Linked DNA regions of Cyprinus carpio: region 1 is linked to region 2. Evidence: chromatin contacts called from public Hi-C data. All regions are on one chromosome and are shown on one strand. Each heading gives the region's core, a stretch centred on a gene start, on an enhancer-like site or on the middle of the called end of the contact. The rest is flanking DNA. Distances are from core to core; before and after follow the strand shown. Region 1 holds the start of pik3ip1 (phosphoinositide-3-kinase-interacting protein 1). Region 2 holds the start of LOC109093484 (mevalonate kinase).

Region 1 (6,696 bases), core at 934-3,433, 690 kb before region 2:
TCGATAGTGCTGTGATGATGAATTTGTGTGCAGGGTTTGGCCCGTTTCATTCCTTGCAAACCCATATTGCATGGAAGCCCATTCAGTCACATAGCTTTCATCAGAAAAGATGCTAATAATATGAATTTTCTTTAAATTGTTATTTGCCAAGCCAAGGAATTGTGTCTCATAAAGAGGTCAGGTTGTGTCATCTGAAAACAAAATCAAAACAGATAATAATTTTCATAGATGGCATAATGAAAAATTAGAAAATTAGAAATAATATAACTAATAATCATCATGATAATTGTATAATAATAATACAGCTCGATACATTCTAATGAACGAATTCTGGTATGTAAAATGTATAATAATTTTTAACATAATTATGTAATAACATTCAGTTTATTTTTATTAACAAAGTAGCATTTTTAAGATAGATAGATAGATTACGCTGATTACGTTCATGCGCGCTTTCTCCCCAACGTAAACAACGCTGATTACGTTCTTGGGTACTCTTCAAAATGGCAGAAGACGTAACTCAGGGGAGAAGAATTGTTGAATAAAGTCATCATTTTTGTTCTCGTAGCTTCGTAGCTTCGCAAAAATGAAGTTGAGTCACTTATGTCACATGGACTGTTTTACTGAAGTCCTTGCTATGTTTCTGTGTCTGGGAACATTGCAGTTGCGTTGCTGTCTATGGAGGGTCTGAGAGCTCTCAGATTCCATCAGAAATAACTTAATTTGTGTTCTGAAGATGAACAAAGGGTCTTACTGGTTTGGAACGACATGAGGCTGAGTAATTAATGATAGAATTTTCCTTTTGGGGTGAACTAACACTTTAATAGCTATGATGCTGTTTTTTAAAATCAAATCTTTGCATAGCTATGACAGGAAACACTGGAATCTAACAATGCCTTGTTAGGCTAGCAACTTAAAAAATAAAGCATATACATAAACCCAAAAAGGAAATAAAACAGAAAAAGCATGTGTCCTCTTCTGTGTCCTAAACTCCGGAAACATTGGTGTCTCATATTAAAGGCAGTCAATGCAGTTTGGTAAAGAAATCAATCATATCTGTATGTGTGTGAAAATATGCATAGGCCTATGCAACCAACTTTGTATTCGCAGTTTACAGTTACATTTATTTTGTAATTAAATAACGTAATTCGGTTACAGGTAAGTTAGTTGCTCCCCAACACTGGTTATGTCAAATTAAAACATTTGTGTGTGTTTATCAAAATATTTTATATACATAGTGACTATTATTATTATTAATATTAACCCATGTGACCGGTGGGATAAGGTGAGTACTGAATGAACATATTTCCACAGTCATAAAAATGGTTATATATCTTAGCCCAGCTATTTTAAACTGTTTGATCACATTCTAGGGATACTATTATGCATACAAAAAAACTTATGCAACATTGATAGGAACATTGAGATAAAAAAAAAAAAAAAATTAAACTATCACTGCATTTCAAAATTGTTACTTTTTTGTGAAATATCAAATTTTTATATTAATGCTTTGAGTATAAAAACATCATTATTGTAATTTTTTTTTGTAACATTTGAATTTTTAGTTTAGTAAATTTATTTTGTCAATGCAACATTTTATTGTCATTTTCACTAGCAACTGCAATTGGATTTATATTGTATACCTAAATCCACTGTTATCCCACCGGTCGCTATTGTGACCATCAACATGTTTACTCATTCTATGACCACACTCAACAAAACTAAATTCATGTGAATGCATATATTAATACTAGACACCCTAAAGATCATGTGTACCAAAAATCTTTGTCATTTCTTTATGATGACATACTTTACTAGCCTCTTCTCAAGGTGCAAACAGGAAATAAGCTGCTCTGGTCATGTTACAATTTGCACTAATCATGTGAAACTGCACATATTTAATTGAGACACTTTATTTTTTCCATATTTGCAGGAAGTGCACTAAAACATCAGTCAGTAAGGTTTTCAGAGCTTTATAAATGGAAACCTTTTTTACGGTCACTATTGTGACCGGTGGGATTAAACGGGTTAATGGTATTATTCAAATAAAAATAATCAGTCGTCTGCTGGAACATTCCGGTGTCCTGGCGGACATTTTATTCTACCAAAATCGCATGTTCCACACATGATTACGAGAGAAACGGCTGTGTTTAGGACCTGAAGGACGCGGCGTCACTGCAGGGATCCTCTGCTCTCAGGCTGTTTACCAGCTCACAGCTCAAAACAAGAGCACGACTGAGGTGTGTTTGGAGAGCAGTGTGGCTCGACTTACCACAGGCTTTTCCATTTAAACAGATCGTTTCGTTTCGTAATATATATAAAAAATCATCATTCTTCTTCTTGTTGAAAACATCACGGAATGAAAATGTTTCAACTGCTGTACTTTGTGTTTCTGCTGAGCTCTGGTTTGGTGGACTGTTGGTCTGTTGTTGAAGGTAAGATCCCTTTTGTGTGTTGGGATAACTTTCTAAAAAATAATAATACATTTGTAGGATGTAGTTCAAGTGATTGAGTTTATGAGGGTTTGTTTTCATGCTTTTGCATTTTACATCAGTGTTTGTACATGATTCTTTCATATCTGTTCATAACAAACAAAGCACGTTTATACTGGAAAAGTATTGACTATTGTTTTAGTGTAGTAAATGTTTAGTCATTATAATGTAACCACTTTATTCTAAATTAATGGAACGGAAACCAATTTTCCAAATCACATGAAGGTGATTATTTCCCTCAGAGTGTATTACATCTAATGGAGAGCACTATAGGGGAATTCAACAGAAGACATCCACAGGGAATATCTGCCTCAACTGGAAGAGTCTGAACTCACAGACAGGTGAAGTATGGTTCTACTTTTCATGATGGTTTTGTACACATTTATTATAAAATTTGAAATCAAGCTCTTTCAAAACAGCACCCCAAAACAATGTAAGCATATTTGAGGAAATTAAGCTAGGATACACACAATCAAGCATATTTACAGATTGTATCCTTTAATAAGAGAGTGCAGTTTCCAAACTGTCAATGTTGCTGATTATAGATTTTTGTAAATTATGGTTATGGGCATGCTGCCTAGATTATATTAAGAGCCCAACTCAAAAAGCTGAGCACTCACTCTTCCATAATCCAGATGAGGGGACGTCCATGTGGGACACACTCACTACAATTCAAAAACACATGCTCACACAAACAAAACATAACACATATATATTGGTTCGAAACTGTTAGGTATCCATTAAATCAAATTTTAAAGGTTCATCATTTTGTTTTCTTCTCGCCAGATGTTGGAGATCACAATTTCTGCCGCAACCCAGATGCTTCAGAGAAGCCCTGGTGCTATGTCTCCGGGTCCGATGGAGCGACCAGAAAAGAAGCATGTGATATTAGGACATGCCAAGGTAGCCATGTTCACTCTTTTATATATATATATATATATATATATATATATATATATATATATATATATATATATATAAATGGTTGCAGCTTATAGGCATATAAATGTTAATTTTCCAAATTCTTCACATTAAACCTTTGTAATAAAATGAATATCACCGAGCACTTTTGGGGGAAGAAAAGAGATGAACACTCCAGCATGAAATGGGATTTTGATATATGAAAGTGATTTATTTAACTCGTGTCTTTCTCAGGCATTTCACAACTGGGTCTTACTAACGTGTTACTCTGTTTCCAGCATCTCATTCGTTTAGCTGCACACTGTTTCTTCCAAGAACATGGAGGAAGCTAATTTAAAAATATTTACGTAAAGCAGAAATGTGCAGTTTTTTTGCACATTGCAGAAATGTGCAATGTGCAATCTACTTTTTTTGTGGGAAAAAGCAAATAGCTTTAAGAAAACATCCTCTAGGGAGTGAAAAAGGTCGGCACCAAATATTTCAGTTTCCTCAGAGCCTACTCTAAAAACTGGAACTGAACCAAACTTTACTTTTGCCATTAATAATTTTTATTTACTTTTATTTGGTTTATTAACAACAAAAACAATACAGCAGAATGTATCCTACTTAAAAAAAAAAAATCTACTTGATCAGTTTTAATTCAACCTGATGCAGTTTCCTCAAAACTATCTTTTGACTCAACACACTGCAAGGACAGATAAAGTTGAACAACAACACGAGTCTAGACTCATCAGCCTTGAGGTTTCTTCAGTTGGGACAGACAAAGGAACAAACAGGAAACTTGTTCTGCGGCTGTTCAAGAGAAGGTGTAGGCCCCGCCCTCTGGGATTATGATTGGCCGTGAGAAAGATGCGCACCACGGCAACAGCTTCTGATTGGCTAGCTGAGCTGTGAACTAATGTTCTTTAACTCTGCTGGAGTGTGTAAACAGCTTTTTCAGAGTAGAGGGTGGTTGAAAAATTTAAAAGGCCTGGACCCCAGCAAGAGAAGTAAATGTTAATGTTCTCAGCTGTGAATTCTTTCTATGGGGCCTCTGAAATATATCAGGTCCACCTCATTAGGTCAAAATAGCCAAACTTTATCTCATTTATCTAGTATTCGCCTAGTGTGTCTAGTAAAAGCTAAAGCTTTTTTAGGAAAAGCATAACAGTACACTATTATTTCTGGGTTTTGCGAATTGCGTTCTGACTCATTTCAGAATGTAATGAGCAATTATAATGTCTGTTTCTTTTCACATACTTGGGTGGAGCATGTTTTCAGACCAAAAAATCGATTTTTTTTTTTTTAGCTGTTTGAAGTCAGCATGAGTTAAAATTCACCCCATCAATTTTCTAAATGCATGTTAGTTATTTGAATGATTCATCCATGAAAATGTTTCATTTTTTATTTTTTAAATCTTAATTTTTAAACTTCACAGACTTCTGGTGATGTATGCCTTACTTTTCCAGTCATTTAATCCACTTACATATCACCCCTTTCTTATAATCTGCAAGCTCACATTCTGATCTGCCTCCATCCAATCAACAACCGCAAGAAAACAATTGTCCGTTCAGAGCACTCACTCCCAGACCACAGCAAAACTGCTTAGTATAAATTATTTGTTAATTGATGGGAGTGCAAAGCTGGTTCACATTAGCACACAGATTGAGAGAAAAAAAAACAATCATATCCTGTCACCCCACAGACCAAAACTCCACAGAAGCCACTGCTTCAGAAGAGTCGGTCCCCACTCAGGGACTCACCCCAAGGATGGTGGAGACCTTCGAAAACACTGACTCCTTCCCCTCGCAGGTGGAGGGTGCGGCGGTGCAGCCCGTGAAGGGAGTCCGACAGCAGGTCAGGAGTGGACCCAAGAAGAAGAAAGACCTTGGGACTCTCGGTAAGTGTTGAGTTGTCTAAAACACCAAACCACATCCAAGAACCGAGAAGTTCATGGGTATATTGGTTGTCTTTGCTACCTTGGCAGGTTATGTTCTGGCCGTCTTCATGATGGCCATTATCATCCTACTTGGAGGTGGCATCACAATAGGATACTTCTACAAACGGTCAGTACAACCTGCAACACAATGTCCCATTACAGTGTGCACATAAGAATGGATATCAATAGAAAAGCACAACAGACAAAATCCAGGCACTTCAGTTCTTCAGATTGAGGAGACTTGTGGAGACGCTGGTTTTGATCTACTCCGAGTCGCGTGAACAGAGTTAAAGGATGTCGCGGGCTTTAGCTGGAAACACATAGCAGGTTCATATAACACTGCCATTTTAATGCCATTAGACACATGAGAGAGAGATGGTGAGTGGGTGCAGATATTGGAGGCATCTTGGCTGTCTATATTTAGGAGGTTGTTTTGACATTTCGAAGTGGGTGTTGAGTTTGGGGAGGACCAGAAGGAATCTGAAAGCTGATATCAATAGAGGTATCAATTGTTTTGTACATTTACAATCACTCAGATTAGTTGCCATTTCTGGTGATATGACAATATGTTTTATGTGATAATAGATGACAGTAAAAATCTTGTAAAGAGTTTAGAGGGGCACTCAGTAGCCTTGGGCAGCATGTACTCCTGTGTCAGCTGATAATGTGTGCATGTCATCGTTTATCTAGCGATTAATTGGCTCAGTATTAATAAGCAGGGGCAGGATGTTGGGCTGAGAGGAGGGTTAACCTATAATACTAGGACAATGTCACCCACAGGAAGCATGTTATGATGTTATAGCACATGGATCGCAAACTTTTCAACCAAATACTTTAGTCCTTGCAAGAGCAGTAGTGCTCGGTTCAGTTGTGATAAAGCAGGGCTCACTGCAGACACACAGGCAGGAAAGTGCTGGGTAAGTGTAGGAGGATTGCATAACAAGTATGCCATGCACAGTCTGAATGTCTAGGGATGGAGTGAAAGGAAGGATAAGACAGGGGTATGTTTAGTAATATGAGATTTCTCCAGCATTCAACTCCCATTTTCAAGAAACGGTAAAGGATAGTGATCGAGATCAGTTTCTTGCTTGGCAGCGAGTGACGAATTAGAGCTGGGTCCTCTCCACCTAAGCATTTATATCTCAACGCTAAAAATAGACAATACTGGAGACAAATCACTCCTTCTGTCTGTAGTGCGTCACTGTTAAATATTACAGTCTAGCTTGAATGGATATATTAGAAATGGAAATAATATTCAGAATATTCAGAGGAAATGAAGTGGAAACATGTTCTTTTTGATTATGTAATTCAGAGTGGTTCTTCGAGTCTGTGTTTCCGAGACAGAAAGAATGAATTTGGAAAACT
Region 2 (6,469 bases), core at 564-3,063:
CAAGACTGCCATGCTTCTTGTGTCTGTGGAATCCTCTGAAATCCTGGTGAATTCACGTAGTCTCTTCAAAAGATCTGCATCTAGTTCCTTCAGGCCACCCTGCTCTGCTGAAACAACGAACAGTCAGAGAAACATGGGCCGGAGATGATTGCATTCCGACACTGCATTATTACAACTTCAATGAACAGTCCAAATAATCATGACACACAGAATATACAGGAGTAAATACTGACAGAATTTTCATTTTGGGGTGAAAATGAAATTTTGAATAAAAATCACCTTTACACCCTGCCAGAAGAGACTGCAGTGCAGTTATTTCCCAGGACAGAAAAGTGTCAATATTGGGGAGGTTGATGTGCACTTCACCGGATGATGTGGACTGCAGCTGCAGGAACGTGCGCAGGTTCAAACTCACAGCCAAAGCAACCTGTTTAAGGTTGATTAAAAACAGACAACAGACTTCAGAACAATTGATTAAGCCATTAAACAATGGCTATTAAATAAATATTGGTTAAAAAATTAAATAACACAGCCGACACCGTGAACTATGACACAGGAAAATGGTTGTCTGTACCCTAAGTAACATCACAAAAACTCAAATACCGTGCATTGCAAAACTTTGTATTCTGGGGATATACCCAGATCATCTTTCTATCAATAACAATCAGAGGACTCTTATCGACTTTGGCCTCCTGCAGGCCAGGAGGATGGTTGCTTTGAGTTGGAAAGAGACTGAAATATCTTCTGCACACTCTTGGAACAAGGAGATGGCAATGTGTGTTACTTTAGAGAAGTTAACGTACATTACACGGGGTAAAGCACAGCAATCTGAAGAGATGTGGGCACCTTTAATTGATTTCCTTAAGAAATAAGAGGGTGCATGTATTAATGTTTTGAGTGTGACATATTTTTGCTCTGTTTTGTTTTATTTTAATTACTGCTGCTTTGATTAGCATATTTGGAATGTTTTTGTAACTTATTTTCCTTTTGGTGATATAATTTTTGTTATTTGGTTATTGTTTGTTTTATTGGAAAATCAATAAAAAATTGTTGGGAAAAAAAACTGACACAGCAACAGTTCTGACAAGAAAAAAATAAACATATTTAATGCTGGAGACTCCAAAATAAATAAATAAATAAATAAATAAATAAATAAATAAATCACACGTCACTGATACCATTTTTACCATATAATTTCTACCACTTGACCTGTAAGTGTTAATAAATTACTGTACATCTCTCAAAAATGTCAACCTACATAATGCACATTTTCAGTCACATAATGAAAAACTATACATTAAAAACTGCATAATATCGAAATATTAAATATTTACATAAACAGAAAAAGTAAAACATTTTCTATATTATTCCCACACACAGTAAATCACAAATTAATATATCCAAAATCCTAAGCAGAACATGCTTCACTGCTGTGATTTTTTTAGACCTGGTTCTTAATGGAGGAAAAGGGAAAACTCATCACTTCATCAGGTCAGTGTTTGGGTCTCTAATGACGAAACACTCACCTGTCCATGCACGACAGAATGCTCACCGTGCAGAATCACCTTCCCTGGAGCAGAAACGAAAAACTCTAGCGTTTGCATCTTAGATTTGTAAGATATTTTCGAGAAATTGCACCAGTGTATGCTGACCAAAGCAATAACGCCTTGCTAAAATCTCATATTTCAATTCATACACCAAGATACACTCAGCGCACTACACTTAAAAATAACAGTTTTGCCAAATAATCGAGAGCTCCTGTTGTAAAGCGTCAAACTCATCGCGTCTGCTTGCGCGCTGCCATACACGTGTACTGTCGCTGTAGCCTGCACCAATCAGAATTAACCTCTCAGATCGCTGACTCTAAACCGGCCAATCAGAACGAAGCTGGCATAGCCACCAACTCTCAAAACACCAATCGCATTTCGCACCACATCGCGTCATCGGTTGCGCGATAGAACGCCCGTCTACGGGCAGCAAGAGCTGTCAAAACTGTAAATAGTAAACACAGGAGCGCGTTTGGAAATGTTTTAACGTCTACGATGTCGGTTTTTGTGACCAAGTACGCTGGTCTGCACCGTGTGCTTCGTTTAGGGAGCATAAAGCAGATGCAGCCTTTGTGTAGGGATGAAAGAAGGTAAAAAAAAGAATGTTGAACCCATATATCCCATGTGTTCAGGCTAAACTGTATCAGTGTGGCGTGACATTTATTTAAGAGAAATGGCTGTTATACCGACGTTCTCTCGATTTTCTAATATAACAGCACATCTGAAGAAAACAGACGAATTCCCAAGATCTACACAAAAACTGGAGACAAAGGTTATTTAATTATACACTACAAACGTGATTATTGACTAACGTGTGGTAGAAGTGTGAGGTTTGTGTAAACTTTGTTTTGTTTCCAATGTCTGACCTCATTAGGGTTTTCCAGTACCTTCACAGGTGAGAGGAGACCAAAGGAGGATCATATATTTGAGGCTTTGGGAACAACAGATGAGTTATCATCAGCAGTTGGGTAATGGATGGAGTCAATGTGGCATAGTGTGTGGGTCAAAAATGACTAAAATCCTGATTTGAGTTCATTTACAGAAGAAAAACAAAGTCTCTCGTTCTCTCTTTCAGGTTAGCCAGAGAATTTAGCATTGACAGCGGCCATTCATTCACTGATCAGCTGGAGAAGGTGCTTGTGTCTTCCTGACATGAGGAGCATGATTTTAAAGAAATAGTTCACACAAAAATTAAAATGTATTGAAAATGTACTAAACCCTCAGGCCATTTAAGATGTGGATGAGTTTGTTTCTTCATTGAAACAGATTTGGAGAAATTTAGCATTACATCACTGTTTGGACTCTCATTCTGACGGCACCCATTCACTGCAGAGGATCCATTAGAGAGCAAGTGATGTAATGCTACATTTTCTCACATCTGTTCTGATAAAGAAACAAACTTATCTACATCTTTGATGGCCTGGGGGTGTGAAATTTTCAGCAAATTTGCATTTTAGGTGGATTGTTCATTTTACTAAAGTGGCCCTGAAAGCATTTGAAAACTTAAGTCACTCTTAAAAAGCTTAAATTATATCGCTTTTATACCAAATCGGCAAATAAATAATTCTAGGCCTTTCCACAGAATTCCTTTTCAGAGTGATTTTTGCAATCACTTTAAACCAAGCTGGTGTCAAGTTGATTTTATTGGGTGTACAAAGTTATTTGATCTCAGATTTGAAGTGATTTCATGTAAATGGCACTTGGTTTAGATTTTACTTGGCTTAAGTGTCTGTATACTTCTCTGTTCTGAACAGATCCAGTGTGTACTACAGGATGTAGGGTCAAATATTGCCACTCCCCGGTCATCCGCTAGAGACAGTCATATCAGTAAGCAGAATCATAGGACATTTCTAATCTATTTAAAGTAGGAAAGCATAAACCTTGTTATGTTATGATTATGATATTCTTGTTTTAAACAGAGAAGACGAAGTTCAGCTCCCAGACTGTGATTGAGCTGGAGAGCTGGATCGATTCGTTCACAGAGGAGCTGCCTCCACTCACCAACTTCATACTTCCTGTATGTTTGTTCCAGAAATATGTATGATTACACAATCTCCACAAAGTACTTGAAATATTGCCATAATGTACATAAAGAATTGTACAGTATCTGATTTTGGGTTGCTACAAACATGTTGATGAAAAACAATACTGCAATTAAAGTAATTACTGAAGGAAAGCCTTTTAATCTCACACTCAATTTGCAGTCAGGAGGGAAGAGCAGTGCAGCTTTACATGTGGCCAGAGCAGTGTGTCGACGGGCTGAACGCTGGTCAGTCTGGCATACGCAATATTCAATATCAGTTCTACTTGTATTACCTTAACCGCTGTGTCAGTATGAAAGGTCTTATATTATCTATTACAGTGTTGCCCCTGTTGTCCGTTCGGGTGAGACAGACCCTGAAGTTGCCAAATATCTGAACAGGTATGAACCTATTCTAACTATTAGTCACTATGTATAATATTTAATTTGGATCTGTGAATTTTATTCAGTGAGTTATTTTGAGAATTGTATTTCATTAATTGATATAAGTTTTATCAATGCTTTAACAGATTGAGTGACTACTTGTTCACGGTGGCTAGATATGCTGCTATGAAAGAGGGCAATGGAGAAACGATCTACAGAAGACCTGAATAGGGAGGAAGAAAACATCTCAGAGTCTCATCTAGAACTTGAACCATGTTGCTCTTGTTTCCAAGTCCTAGTGTAAATGTCTAAATACAAAAACACTGGTCAGGTAATTTGTCCCAGAGTACACTGTACACTGTTAAAAAAAAAAAAAAAAAAAAACTATAGAGGGAACAATAAACATTTAGGGAACATGTTTATTCAGGAGAATACTCCAAACATTCTGCAGTCATATTTAGAGTTGCTAAATAATTTTTAATGAAACTATGTATTATATTCATGATCCCATATTGTACCGTTATGTAAAGTTAAAAAAAAAAAAATTAGGATTTTTTTTTCTTTTCATATTTATTACACAGAGCAACTACTATGGTCAAATTATTGTGTAATATTACCATTTGTATTCTGTTCACTTTGCAAAAATGGTTGATTTTACAATATAAATACATACATCATACATGTTGTGCTGTTTAATATTTTTTGTAGAAACCATGATCGATTTTAGTGAATAGAAAGTTAAGAAAAAAACAGCATTTATTTGAAATAGAAATCTTTTGTAACATTGCAAATGTCTTTACTGTCTCTGATATACTTAGGTACTAATATGAACTTTATTAATACAGTATTAATATGTACATTTAAGATACTAATATGTACCATTTAGGGGTAAATAAGATAGAAAAAGGTCAAAATAAGGTACAGCCCCAGTGAAAGCTTTGTACCTTTCTTGTAATTTTTTTACGGTGTACTTTTTTCCTGACTGTTTTTCAGTCTGTCACCTTGTTACATCTATTGTATACGGACTGTTGTTGAGTGAAATGGATGACATAAAAAAGCATCTCCAGGTTTTACAATCTTCGTCATTTGACTGCTTGGCACATTTGTAAAGGCAAATACTAATAGCTTGTGTGAGAAAGATCACAAAATGACAGTAAAGGCTTATACATTGTTACAAAAAACGTTCTAATATGAATGAATACTGTTCTTTTCAGGCTTTGAACTCATTGATTCTATGTTTAAAAGAGATTGTGAATTAGAAAATTGGTGCATTTTATACTCATAACTGCACTGTAGTTTGGGATTTTTTTATTTTTTATTTAATTGGTAAAAAATATATAATAATCTAAAAACAAAAGAAAAAAAAAAACAAAAATCCCCTTAAAATTTAAAAAAAAATAAAAAAAAAAAAAAACTTTTTTTTCAGTCTTACTAACCTCCACAGGGCTTTGAAGCACCTGGTTGGAGGAGGGCTTGGTGGGATATCATGGTTCTTCAGTTTTAAAAACAGCTCAAATATCAGCCCATCACATCCAGCAGTGCACCCTGGGTGAGCGTAACTTCAGCCTCTGGCAGTGCTCTACAAACAGACTGAGGGAAATCTGTCTGAAAGGCACAGTAAGTTACAATAATGCAAAACAGCTTAAGGATGTTACATAAACTGATTTACCTGGAATAATCACTTTTGTGTTCACACACAAAAAATTGTTTTTCCAAACCTGTATGGGTTTCTTTCTTCCATTGAACACCAAACTAGATATTTTGAAGAATGTTGGTAACCAAATGGTTAATGGAAGCCATTGACTTCCATAGTATGAAAAAAAATACTCAATAGTCAATGGCTTTTGTAAACTGTTTGGTTGACAACATTCTTCAGAATTTCTTCTTTAGTGTTCAACTGAGGAAAGAAACTCCTACAGGTTGTGTGAGTAAATGACAGAATTTCCATTTTTGTGTCAATTATCCCTTTAAAGACTTAAGTTTCATGCATTTTGCCTCTGCATTATACAGTATCATGCATACTGTCATTGCATTATACAGTATCATGCATACTTCCAGCATACTATCCAGAGTCTCACTTGATAATCGAATAATAAATGACAGTGCACATTCTTTGTTGTTTAGTAAAGTTTTAAGATTTGGATATCCAAATATCTGTATGTTTGTTCGACAATCAAGTTTACATTTTACAGAGGAAACATTACTGTACACATGAAGAACTTTACAATGCCATTGCTTTGTAATATACTGTGTATATAACAACCTGCAGTTCACGTAGTGCAACCAAATTCAAAAGACACTTCATCATCAGGCGAAGGAATAGAGACCAGACACTTTAAAGGTTGTTGCATCCCTATCAGAGAGAGAGCAGGATTCTGTGACATCATGAAATTCAGCTGAGTCGTTTCACCATACACAGCACAGTCCATGTGAATATTTTTGCATTTACAGCATTATGCCAAACACATTCCTCATCCATAACACCAACTAGAGCACTTGAACATCTTTCAAAGGGAAC

Evidence for each region. Hi-C and Micro-C count contacts between places; a contact is called where the count stands out from the background.
Region 1: a Hi-C map of liver shows a contact between it and region 2, with 6 times the contacts expected there. The contact joins the promoter of pik3ip1 here to the promoter of LOC109093484 in region 2. A contact is called at or near these places in 2 of 8 Hi-C or Micro-C datasets (liver and skeletal muscle).

What each region holds. Positions count from the first base shown.
Region 1 is chrB5:3,596,017-3,602,712 of ASM1834038v1, reverse strand. pik3ip1 (phosphoinositide-3-kinase-interacting protein 1) reads left to right here and starts at 2,183. Exons shown (of 6, transcript XM_042723660.1): 1 at 2,183-2,435; 2 at 2,735-2,833; 3 at 3,279-3,395; 4 at 5,098-5,292; 5 at 5,380-5,458. The coding sequence starts at 2,360.
Region 2 is chrB5:2,905,428-2,911,896 of ASM1834038v1, reverse strand. It overlaps LOC109093484 (mevalonate kinase), which reads right to left and starts at 1,813. Exons shown (of 12, transcript XR_006154817.1): 1 at 1,527-1,813; 2 at 280-427; 3 at 1-107. It overlaps LOC109093480 (corrinoid adenosyltransferase), which reads left to right and starts at 1,951. Exons shown (of 9, transcript XM_019107225.2): 1 at 1,951-2,137; 2 at 2,264-2,319; 3 at 2,422-2,515; 4 at 2,623-2,680; 5 at 3,302-3,374; 6 at 3,467-3,564; 7 at 3,752-3,816; 8 at 3,910-3,969; 9 at 4,098-4,633. The coding sequence starts at 2,043. The coding sequence ends at 4,182. It overlaps LOC109093483 (ubiquitin-protein ligase E3B-like), which reads right to left. Exons shown (of 27, transcript XM_042723599.1): 27 at 6,040-6,469.